Linked DNA regions of Mus musculus: region 1 is linked to region 2. Evidence: chromatin contacts called from public HiChIP or PLAC-seq data. All regions are on one chromosome and are shown on one strand. The core of a region is the stretch at or near the end of the contact, and the rest is flanking DNA. Distances in the headings are between cores, read along the strand shown.

What was found. HiChIP or PLAC-seq counts read pairs in DNA pulled down with a chosen protein or histone mark.
Region 1: a contact with region 2 is called in an H3K4me3 HiChIP or PLAC-seq map of forebrain, with 5 times the contacts expected there. The contact joins two enhancer-like sites. A contact is called at or near these places in 4 of 484 Hi-C or Micro-C datasets (cerebral cortex, gonadal supporting cells, stem cell-derived motor neurons and 1 more), 8 of 115 datasets of contacts at active chromatin or transcription factors (differentiating embryonic stem cells, embryonic basal ganglia, embryonic forebrain and 5 more) and 2 of 9 other capture datasets (embryonic tail and embryonic trunk).

Annotation. Positions count from the first base shown.
Region 1 is chr7:37,341,469-37,347,380 of GRCm38.p6, reverse strand. It overlaps a transcript of Zfp536 not described here. Among named protein-coding and RNA genes, the nearest start is that of Gm30483, 16 kb to the right of the region's middle. Within about 2 kb of position 4,195, at least 28 of the 459 cell types and tissues checked have an H3K27ac peak or open chromatin away from gene starts, as enhancers often do. A contact at or near this core is called in forebrain, where this site is marked.
Region 2 is chr7:36,735,271-36,739,609 of GRCm38.p6, reverse strand. The region is part of intron 1 of Tshz3 (teashirt zinc finger family member 3); the gene reads right to left. Among named protein-coding and RNA genes, the nearest start is that of Gm36722, 39 kb to the right of the region's middle. Within about 2 kb of position 3,074, at least 5 of the 459 cell types and tissues checked have an H3K27ac peak or open chromatin away from gene starts, as enhancers often do. A contact at or near this core is called in forebrain, where this site is marked.

The DNA of each region.
Region 1 (5,912 bases), core at 2,946-5,445, 610 kb before region 2:
GAGGCTTTACTGAAGTTGGGGTCACTCCACTGTGGCGTCCAAAAGCGCGTTGTGCATACACGGCAGTGCAAGAGGGAGAGGGATGCTCTTAGCCACACAGGCTGGAAGAGAAGGGGAAAGAGGTTCTCATAGGATCCTAAGAGAACAAGGAGGGAGAGGCTGGAGGACCCATGTTCAAGAGTCCCATCTTCCCGTCTCTAAACCCCATTGCCCTTGTTACTAACACGAGCCGGAGCTCTAAATCCTAACTACAGGTCTTAAGCCACAATCACACACACTAAGGTTTGGGATTTATCCACACCCTGTCTCCAGATATGTTGACAATGAGGCCACTGTGTGCAGAGAGATGTAGGTCAACAAGAGGTTTCCCCTTTGGGGAGGGAATCCACCAGAAAAATTGATGAGGCAAGACATGAGTTCTCTGCCCCGCCCCCAACATGTGAATTTGTGTTTTTCATGTCTGCTGGGAAAATACAGCAGCACACACGGCCTACATGGGCACAGCATGTTGATTCTTGGTAAGTGACCAGCTCCTGGACAAAGCTGGCAGGGGCATCCAACTCAGACACTACACCCATTTCTTTGACAAGATGTCTTCTCCCTTGTTATCCCCAAGGGCCGCTGGTCCAACTTGGAAGAAGTTTAAGTAACATTGGCAGGGGCACTTCAATGTCCCCCTTGCCGAGGCTTCCCATGTGCTTCAGGTATGGTGTCAGTTCTGAGAACCCCTACCCTGCCTTCCTTTGGGATCAGAGAGAATGGGTTGGGGGAAATGGGTGATAGCTTGTTCTCTATTCCTCTGCCATCCATCCCCGAGACGCCATCTCCCCACAGGATAGAAAGAATCACCTGTCTGTTTTTGGCACCAACACCCTCACGAAAGCCGTAAGAATATGGTGACCTTCACTCTGGTCTCCATGACGACAAGATGGTATATGTATAATTAGTTCAAGCTTATTTTAGGACCAATTCTCTTTTATTTTAGGGCAATGCGAGCTATGATAACTGTAAGCATGTTTACGAGGCGCGCGAGGCTTAGCTGAAATGTGCCAACAATTCTAGTCAAACAGATGGTGACCCCTGATTCAACTTGCCCTCATTCAATTATTCAGCTGTATTTAATTTTCCTCCGAGTGACTCACATGCCATGCAGCCACTTGTCCTCTAGGTGGCACTAGAGACCACCTTTATGGCTACAAATAACCGCGTGCTCCCTAGGTCTCTGAATTTTCTGCCTGGCCTAGGCCGGCAAGGTAGATAACAAAATTTTTGCATTTGAACAATAGTTTCAACCTATTATCAAGTGATATGAAAATGTGGCGAATTACTGGGTCAAATTGTATGCAATTTGGATACAAGCTCTAGATGAGCATCATTCTAAAGAGGGATTTAAAACATTGCCCAGGTTTAATATTCTCTCAGATGATTTGTATGGAGTTTGCAGGGTGCTGTCATATTAAAGCCAGTAAAATTACTGCGGGGAAGTTTTGTGTGCCATCTCAAAATCTCTCTGGTTTAATTCTTTACCAGCTGTGTCGTCTGAGGTTGGGGGACATCTGCCTGTCATCTGTTACTGTCCCCTCCTGATGGTTCCTACCTGTCTGTACATATTTTCAAGCTCAAGGGATCTCTCAAAACTCACCCCCTTCTAGAAAGGATGGAACCGAATCTATTCGGTCACAAGAGTTTGTGGTGCAACAACTAACGGAGCCTGTGGCTTGGGAGCCCCCCCCCCAAAAAAAAATCACTGCAGAGCTGGCTTCTCAGAATCAGGAAGAATAAACGATTCTCTCAGCTGTCTTCTACCCAATCACATCCCAATCCCTTTATACCCTAAATAGGAGGAGGCCCTGTAAGACACACTGAAGCCACAGTTCTCCTCAAGCAAGGTGGCCGAGGCAAGCCAACTGCATAAGTCCCTCAGCCTGTGGCTACCCCTCTTGTCACATCCCCTTGGAGCACTGGGTGTCCGTCCCCTTGTCCAATCCCCCCCCCCCCCCGTCTTCAGTCTGGTCAAGTCACAATGAGAGAACTGTGAGTGGGAAGCAATGCCACTCAGATCCATGCCGACCCCAACGTCTCGAAGCACAAACTGCTTCCAGAGACAATGGGCTGGGTTTTCGGTGGCTTCCTGACTGAGAGGTTCTGGCAAATACAGTCAAGTTCTCTGAACATTGCGGGTTCTCCTTTCCTTTTCATCTAGAGGCAACATGGTGATGGTGAGTGCTGACAGCCCCACACTCAACTCTGGGCCTGGAGTTTCCTGTTGGAAGGCTGGCCTTGCCGGCCACCTTCCACTTGGTCCTGTTGTTTTACCTACAGTGATGTCACTCACGGCGATGTGATGGTGGGTAAGCACCTGCAGCAGCTAGGGCCTGACCTTGGGCTCACTAGCACAGCTGGCCTTACCACACCCCAAGGGCAGACGGAATGGTGCCCTGTTTGTGTCTGGGACAGTCAAACCTAACCTGTTATAGCCATTCTGGCTGCGATTCTGGCAGGATTCAGTGAGTTACATGGTCTTTGAATGGGTGTCTCAATTACAGCTATGCCGAAACCAGAAGAATTGATTTACCTCAGACTCAGCACCTCTCTTGGGGTATCAGAGTCGGCTTGTCCTTCCCACTTTTAGGTAAATTTGGGGTGGGGGAGCTTCATTAAGGTGCTACAAAGAATTGAGCAAACCACTCCGTGTGTCCCTGGATCCTCTGCTCTGAGCCAGCCACCGTCCCCTAGGGATGGAGTGACAGAGCAAGGTGATTCAGAAGGAACAAGAAGTGGCGTCCCACGCCCTCTCTTAGCCTCTTCTGTGCTGCTGGGTGTTTCTGCAGAGCAAGGAGGCAGGGGCACCTGGGACTCTTTCAAAGGGAGCTCTCTCATTAGTGTATGTCCCGAGTGAGATTGTATAGGCTCATACACACAGAATTCTGGCATTTTCTGCAGCCTGTCTCTTTTCAGACTGGGCATGGGGAGCACTCTGAAATAGACAGGAAAGAGGGAAGAGACAGGCAGGGAAGTGATACATTTGTTAGCCACGTAATGATTGAAAACCAAACCAAACCAAACCAACCACCCCGCCCCCCGGTCCCACAAACGCTGTAGAAATGGCTCCTCAGATCTCCAGCTTCAATATGGATTTATTTTTATTACATAAATACATCACTGTGGTATTGTATTTTAAAGAAATAGCGCCCTGCGCCAGGGCAGCAAAAGTTGCTGGACGCTGTGCCCGGTGGGGCCGCCACTGTGGCTCTTGGCCTTCCCTGAGGCCTGGATCCCCGTCTACCGTGCCACCTGCCCTGCCACCTCAACATTCTTTCTAAGATGCCAAGTTTCTGCGGCTCCTGGAGCACCACTCTCCTTTGTTCTGAGGACTCTCTCCACGAGGAGGCCAACTGCGTCTTTACAAAGAAACTAAGGGGCAGGATCTGAACCTATGTGGGAACGCAGGGGCCCCCCCAGCAGGTGGCCGCGCATGCGCTGAGGCAGAAGCCAGGGAAAGTTTGTGCTTTTTGCTGTGATTACTGTCCCCCAAGCCTCTGCTCACTGAGGGGTTCTGAGCTCACACACCCCCCCCTGCTTCCCCGGCACACTCCGGTTTCTTAGCTCCTGCAATTAGATCCCGACTAAGGCAGGCACACCCCACGTTATTCACTGGGGGAGCTCTGAGAAGATCACTTCAGGAGTCTGAGCTGTCCCTAAGGGACTCATTTCACAGAGACCAGCCTCCCCCCACCCCCCAATGCCCAGGAATCCACTCTTCACTTTTTCTTTTTCTTTCTTTCTTTCTTTTTTCTTTTCTTTTCTTTTTTTGGGGGGGGGACCAACTCTTCCTTTTCCCTGAAGGTGGCAGTAAAGGAAAAAAATGAGCCTCTTTGAAGAGTTGGGAATTTTATTACAAAACAGATGGCGAACTGGGCATCCCCGTTGTCCCCCCCCCCCATGTGCCCGAAAGCCTTGGTAAAGGAAGCTATAGCCCCTCAGAGTGGTGTTCGCAGGATTGCTCCCCTCGCATAGTGGCAGCGTGGTAAGTCAGCCCAGAGCTGATGACCACGGGCTCAGCCGGCCTCCTCGTGCCCCCCTTAGTCCCTTACCAGGATAATTGAGGACCATAATGCGGGGGGAAGAGCGCAGAGGCTCCCGCGGGCTGTCAGGTATCTGCTAGTGTCTTCATGTCATCCGTCAGCATTGAGCCTCTCTGTCATCTCTTCTCAGCCTTCAGCGCCGTGAGCCCTCACCACGTTCATTATCTCGGCTCAGGCCGGCCCTCCCCCCGGCTCCCCCCACCGGGTAAATGCATCTTTGTGCAACTCTCAGTCTCCGATTATGAATCGATGATCATGTGGTATAAGAGAGATAGATGGCTTTTAGTCGCATCTTGGCTTCCCTAATTGTAAAATATTAGTTACATTACACTGTGTCTTTTGATTAATGGAACTTATTTGGAGTAGCCTATCCGAACCCTCCCCCTTCCACAGCCCTCCACTGACTTTTGAGAATTGAGTGATCTCACTTAAAGCAGACAAATAGGCCCTTCAGTGAGGAGACAGCGGCGCTGCGATACTGAGGGCCAGACAGGCTCTGCAGACAAAGTCCTGTGTTCCCGAGAAAGGCTTCAGCCTCGCTAACGCCAGCCTCACACCTCTGATCCGCCCTGGACAGCGAGTTTCTCCTTCTGTGTCATTTCCCCCTCTTGGCAAACAAAACCCATCTTGCTGACTTGCAAAACAGGATGTGAAACAAAATTTAATTAAAATTAAATAAATCGCAGATTGCCGAATCGCCACGTCCAGCTTTCAAGGAGACAGTCAAATCTGAACTTTGATGGATTTCAGTCCTGGCTATGCCAGGGGGCTCCCTTCTTCCTGGATGGCATGTGGCTTCAAATCAGCCTCGTGTCCATCACATTAGACATGGGAAGATGTTTGTTCTTTAACTGGGAATTTAGTTTGCACAATTTATTTAAATATGATCTGTTGATAAAGCCTTTGCCACATAAAAGGGAAAATAGTGGCTATATCTGTTTATTAGTTGCTTGCTCTTAGCCACCAGGCTTTGGGGTGATAGATCCCTCATAAATAACCTATTCTTTAGTAGAAATCCAAGGCCATATTCACTTCAACTTATCAGCTCAATTCAAAAGGTCTATTTCTTGTCAATGGGTGCAATGTCTATATCTTGGGAATCAGGAAGGCTTCGCAAACGCCTAAAAGACGCCACAGATCGGAACTCCAGCATGCATTCTGGTGGGGCATTTTGAGGACACATGCTATATAGAATGCATGCAAGTATTCATATCTATTCTTAGTTTTACAGGAGCTGCTTTGTATTTTATTCTGACCTTTGGGTTTTTCTTTTTTTTACTTTTATTCATATATATACATATATATATTTTTTTTCAGACACTGACACTTCTTGTGTTTCCTGGGGACATGCTATTTCATTTAACAGACTTGTAGCAAAAGATTGATTTTATTATGTGTATAGAAAGCTGGTAACATTTTACATGGTATTTTTCTTTTTTTTGAAGAGAGTAACAATACACTTAAGGCTGCCAGGAAGACTGGAAGCAACAGAATAAGAGGACTGACTATAAAACTCATTTGAGGAACAAGGTGCTTGCAGATTGGCCTTCTGCATCAGCGCAGCCCCACCAGCAGCACCCTGTGTTACAGGCTGCACAGTGGGCCCCACAGTGTCTGCAGAATCGGCACCCACAGCGGCTCTGGGGTACCAACCCCAGTGCCCCCTCGTCTCCCGCTCCCCATCCATGCTTAGATTCGGGGGATTTAGACATTTGGCTTTTGTGTGTAGTTTTGACTCCTTGCTCTGAGGAAAGTGTATTCTGGAAGACTCTTTGTTCCGAGTGTCAAGGGACTTTTGAAAATGTCAGCTGATTTTGGGCTGTTCTA
Region 2 (4,339 bases), core at 1,825-4,324:
CCGGCGCTTGGCTGATTTAGGTGTTCGGCCAATGTGTCAAGCAGGCTGCCTTCCTGAGGCGGGCTTTAATGGGTAACTGGCAGGCTCTGGCAGCCTTATTTCTGCTGTAGATTTGGTCTGTCATTGGGTATCCAATACTTGCCATTCATCTTTGATCTCTTTGGACAGGCCTGATCAAAAGATGTCATCTGACCTACTCCACTTGGCAGAAACTTGTATGACTCTCATAAAGGGGCCACCCCAGCTATAAATAAAATGACATTATTATTTTTCTGTCCTATCATGTAGAAGAGACAATTATGATAATGTAGTGTCTGTCATCGGGAGCCCAGCAAATTGCTAGCTCTCACGCAACTGTTTAGCTTTCTTATTTGTTTTTTGTCTGTTTTCCTCCATTTCAAGTTGAAAATAAAGCAGAATTGAAATCCCTAATACTCTGCCTCCCACTCCAATAGTCTCAGGGCTCCTTCCCATGGCAGTGACACGCAGGTGTGGCTAGCAGCTTGCATGTGTCAGTGGTGGGCTGCGGCTAGGTAACAATGGGATCTGGTCTGCCCTTCAGTTCAATGTTTGAAAAACAAGCTAACATCTGCAATGAGAACTGAGAGATGGAACTACAGATAGGTAAAAATCATGGGTCCAGTGTATTGTGTCCACAATCAAGACACAATAAGGGGGAAAACATACAGCAGAAGGTTTACCCAACAAACATGATAAATGCAGTTTAGGTGCACTTCCCAGGGAGTCCACAGTCTGGGGCACGCAAGTCCAAATTTGTAACCTTTTTCAGTGTGGACTGATATGACATCAACTCTTAATCTATTTCTAGAAATAGAGGCTTGGGTGCTATGAGTCTGCCTCCTTCTGTGCACAGGGCTCTGTAGGTACCCAGTGTTAACAGTAGGAGACCATTAGCCTCTTGATAATGGTAGTAACTGCATGCCTGTGTGGATCAATGACAGTGAGTGACCAACCCACCATGTGCCAGGAACCTGCCCTGCTGTATAGTAAATTCCCAATCAGTGGTCTTGCAACAACGCCATCAGAGAGAGCCAGATCTTTGCCCAAAAATGACATCACTAAACACAAGAAGGTAGCAAGATTCTTGCAGGTATGCAGCAAGTCCAAAATGTCCTTTGACAGAGGAAAGTAATAGAACCAAAGAAAAAGAATTAGACAAGAGTACCTAATTAATAGTAGGATGAGGACTGCATCAGAACCTTCCCTCTGTTCAGGGCCCAGCCATTGTGACAGGCTACCTGTCTGCCACCTTCTCTAAGGCCAAGGGTTTGCCCTTCTGTGAGCTTACACCACGGAGCTGTTCACTGATAAGGCCCGCTGCTATTGCAACTGCCTCTGGAACATGGGCCGACTGGAGCGCTGCAAGGCATGAATAATATACACACAGTGGGCTTGCTTGTCACCTTCTGTACCACATCGTACACGTGAGAGCAGGGCTCAGGGATCCCTAAAGTAAAGTGCCACCATTTGCCCATTCTGGTAACAACATACAAGGTTGCCACCAAGGAGAGTGAAGCTGGTGAGTAGGTTGTGACAGAACGGAAAGATGGACCGACGAGGCAGAGGGGGCAGACTCTGGATTCCTCTGCAGGAGGAAGGCGGCCTCCAGCATGACCCAGACCCATAGAGAAGGAGCCCAGGAGCTGGCAGTGTGCTGAAACAGAATGGAGACTCTCCTGCTTGCATATGGCTGAGCCATTTACATGAAGGAGCGCATCTCTGTGATCTGGCACAGTGGGGGGTGCGGGGGGGGGGTGCAAGGAAAATCTGGAAGCAGTATCCAAACTGAAACAGGGAAGCAGAAAAATAAACCGTGTAGAAAACTCAGCATCCCCTTAGTCATCCAAACCCGATTTCTGTCACACAACAACTAATGTGGCTGACGAGAAAAGGTGGCTCTCCAGACAACCAGTGACATACTGTTTCTCTAGGGGCAGGGCACCCCTACTTTCAGAAAGTCATCTGAACGTCCTTCACCTCCTGGGACATTTCCCATGTTCCTGTCTTACTCAGTACTCATCTTGGCCGTAGTGTCCACGTGGGGATTACGTGCCTGGGTCATGTCCTTTGCCTTCGAGCTTAAGACGTCCTAGCTTAGTCCCAGCACCTTCCAGTGCTGGCCTAGACAGGTGCTCAGTACACTCCTCAGACTGTTTCAAGACATACTCGATTGTCCTTGAGAACTGTGTCATGAAAAAGGAAAAAAAAAAAGCACACAGAGATGCCCTCCTTCCGTGAGCTTACGCAATGCCTTTTCCTATCCCTGCAACCCTATCATCTTATCCATCATGCTGACGGCATGTCACAGCTTGCTGAGCCACTAACATGTCCCCCCAACCTCCCATGCCTTTCCTACACCCTAGACTCAGGCAGTGGACCTCTCTTTATTTCTTCCAAGCTGCCTGTCAGGTGTCAAAGAACCAAAGATGAATATGGAGAATGAATGGCCCTGGCAGGGAGAGGGACAGGCCAGGGGGAGGAAACCAAAGGATTCCTTTAGCTCTCAAAGATATATGTACCTATCTCTTTATGCTATTATGTATATTATGTAAGTATATTATGATATACATGTAGTGTCACATCACTACCAGGCACCATCATCCAGAAGTTAGCGAACACCTGCCACATGGATGAACGCAGAGACTTACTCAGGACCAGAAGGACAATAAACAGAAAGGGCAGGGCCAGCTGGCATTTTTTTGTGGTCTATATGGCATGATGCCAACTGTCACCTCAGGCCTGGGTTCATGGTCTTCTCTGTCTAAGCACCTCTGGGACTTGGGCAAGCGACCATGCCTGTCTGAGCTCCCGGTCTTTCATCCCAAAAAGGAGGATGGATTCAAGCATTCTCCTTCTGAGAATTGTTCATGGAATTATGCACACGAAGCACTTAGCACAAAACCTAGCACTGGGCAGACATTCAATAAAGAGAAGTTATTTCTGGTTATAGAAATGATGTTTCATCTGCAAGGATGATCCCTACGGTGACAAGGGCAGGATCTCCATGGTGACAGGAGCGGTCCCCCACCAGGCCCACCCGCGCAGCTGGCAGAATCCTGACATGCTCGGGAAACTCTTGCCAAATGCACACAGCTGACTCTTGAGTCCGGGAGGAGGACAGTTCACCTCCACAAGGTGGCAGCCCACTTGGGTACCTTTCATCACACAAAATCGAATCCCAATCCCAGGTCAAGAACTCCACCAGCTAGAAAGCCAGTTAGACTCTCGGCTAATCACAGCTAGCTGGTTACACGTCTGATAAGCCTCAAGCAGGATGGGCTAGGAGCAGGGGTAACCGTGGATAGATATTAATCCACTTGACACTCTGGCTGTGAATTTACATATGAGCTTATGTTTCTGTAACAGGACAAAAGTAGTAGCATCCAAGAGACAGGAGAAGATATAGAAAAGAGGAGACAATATGTACCAAATCCTGTAGAGACCCACTGAGCAGCCTCTCTTCACCAAGGATGAGAAGCAAAAGCAGATGGTCTGTGACTGGACAAGTTTGGCTCCTATGGGAAGAGAGCCCTTGGTTCTACAGTGCCCTTCTCCTTCATCCATGAACAGAAGAAAATGGAGGAGGAAAGAGTTGAGGGATCAGAGGGGCTTAGGCTAAGCACCAGGAGGTAAGCAGAATGGGGAAATTCAGTTGAAGGCCCATTTAGACCCAGGGCTAATGGATGTCATTAGCACATGCATGTCAGACTTGACAAGTTGAGGCAGGAGGATCACAAGTTCAGGGGTCTACCTAGGTCGGATAGCCTGGACAACCATGAGTCCTTATCTCAAATATAAAATAAAAAGGAGCTAAGTAGAAGAGCACCTGCCTAGAATCCCCCAGTGAGGGGCTGGGGGCGTGGCTCACTGGTAAAGCCCCTGCCTAGAATCCCCCAGTGAGGGGCTGGGGGCGTGGCTCAGTGGTAGAGCCCCTGCCAGGAATCACCCAATGAGGGGCTGGGGGTGTGACTCAGTGTTAGAAAGCTTGCCTATGGGTTCCAAAGGCCTATATCTATTCAATGATGAAATGAAAGAGCCTGAACACAGCCACTTCTCTCAGAATCCTGGCTTCTCCACCTCACTGCCTTTCAGTCTCAGTTTCCCTATCTGTAAAATGGGAGTGATGACCTGACCTTTTCCTAGGGCTGCTATGGCAGGGGTCATAGGAAGAAAGGTGTTCTGTATACTTCTTTCTTCACACACCAGGAGATATGCCTTAGCCCTGTGCCCGCCCCCCCCCCCACACACACACATCCACCCCAGGTTTGAACTGAAGAATCAGCAGACTCCAGCTTAAGTTGGAGAACCAAGCAGAAAC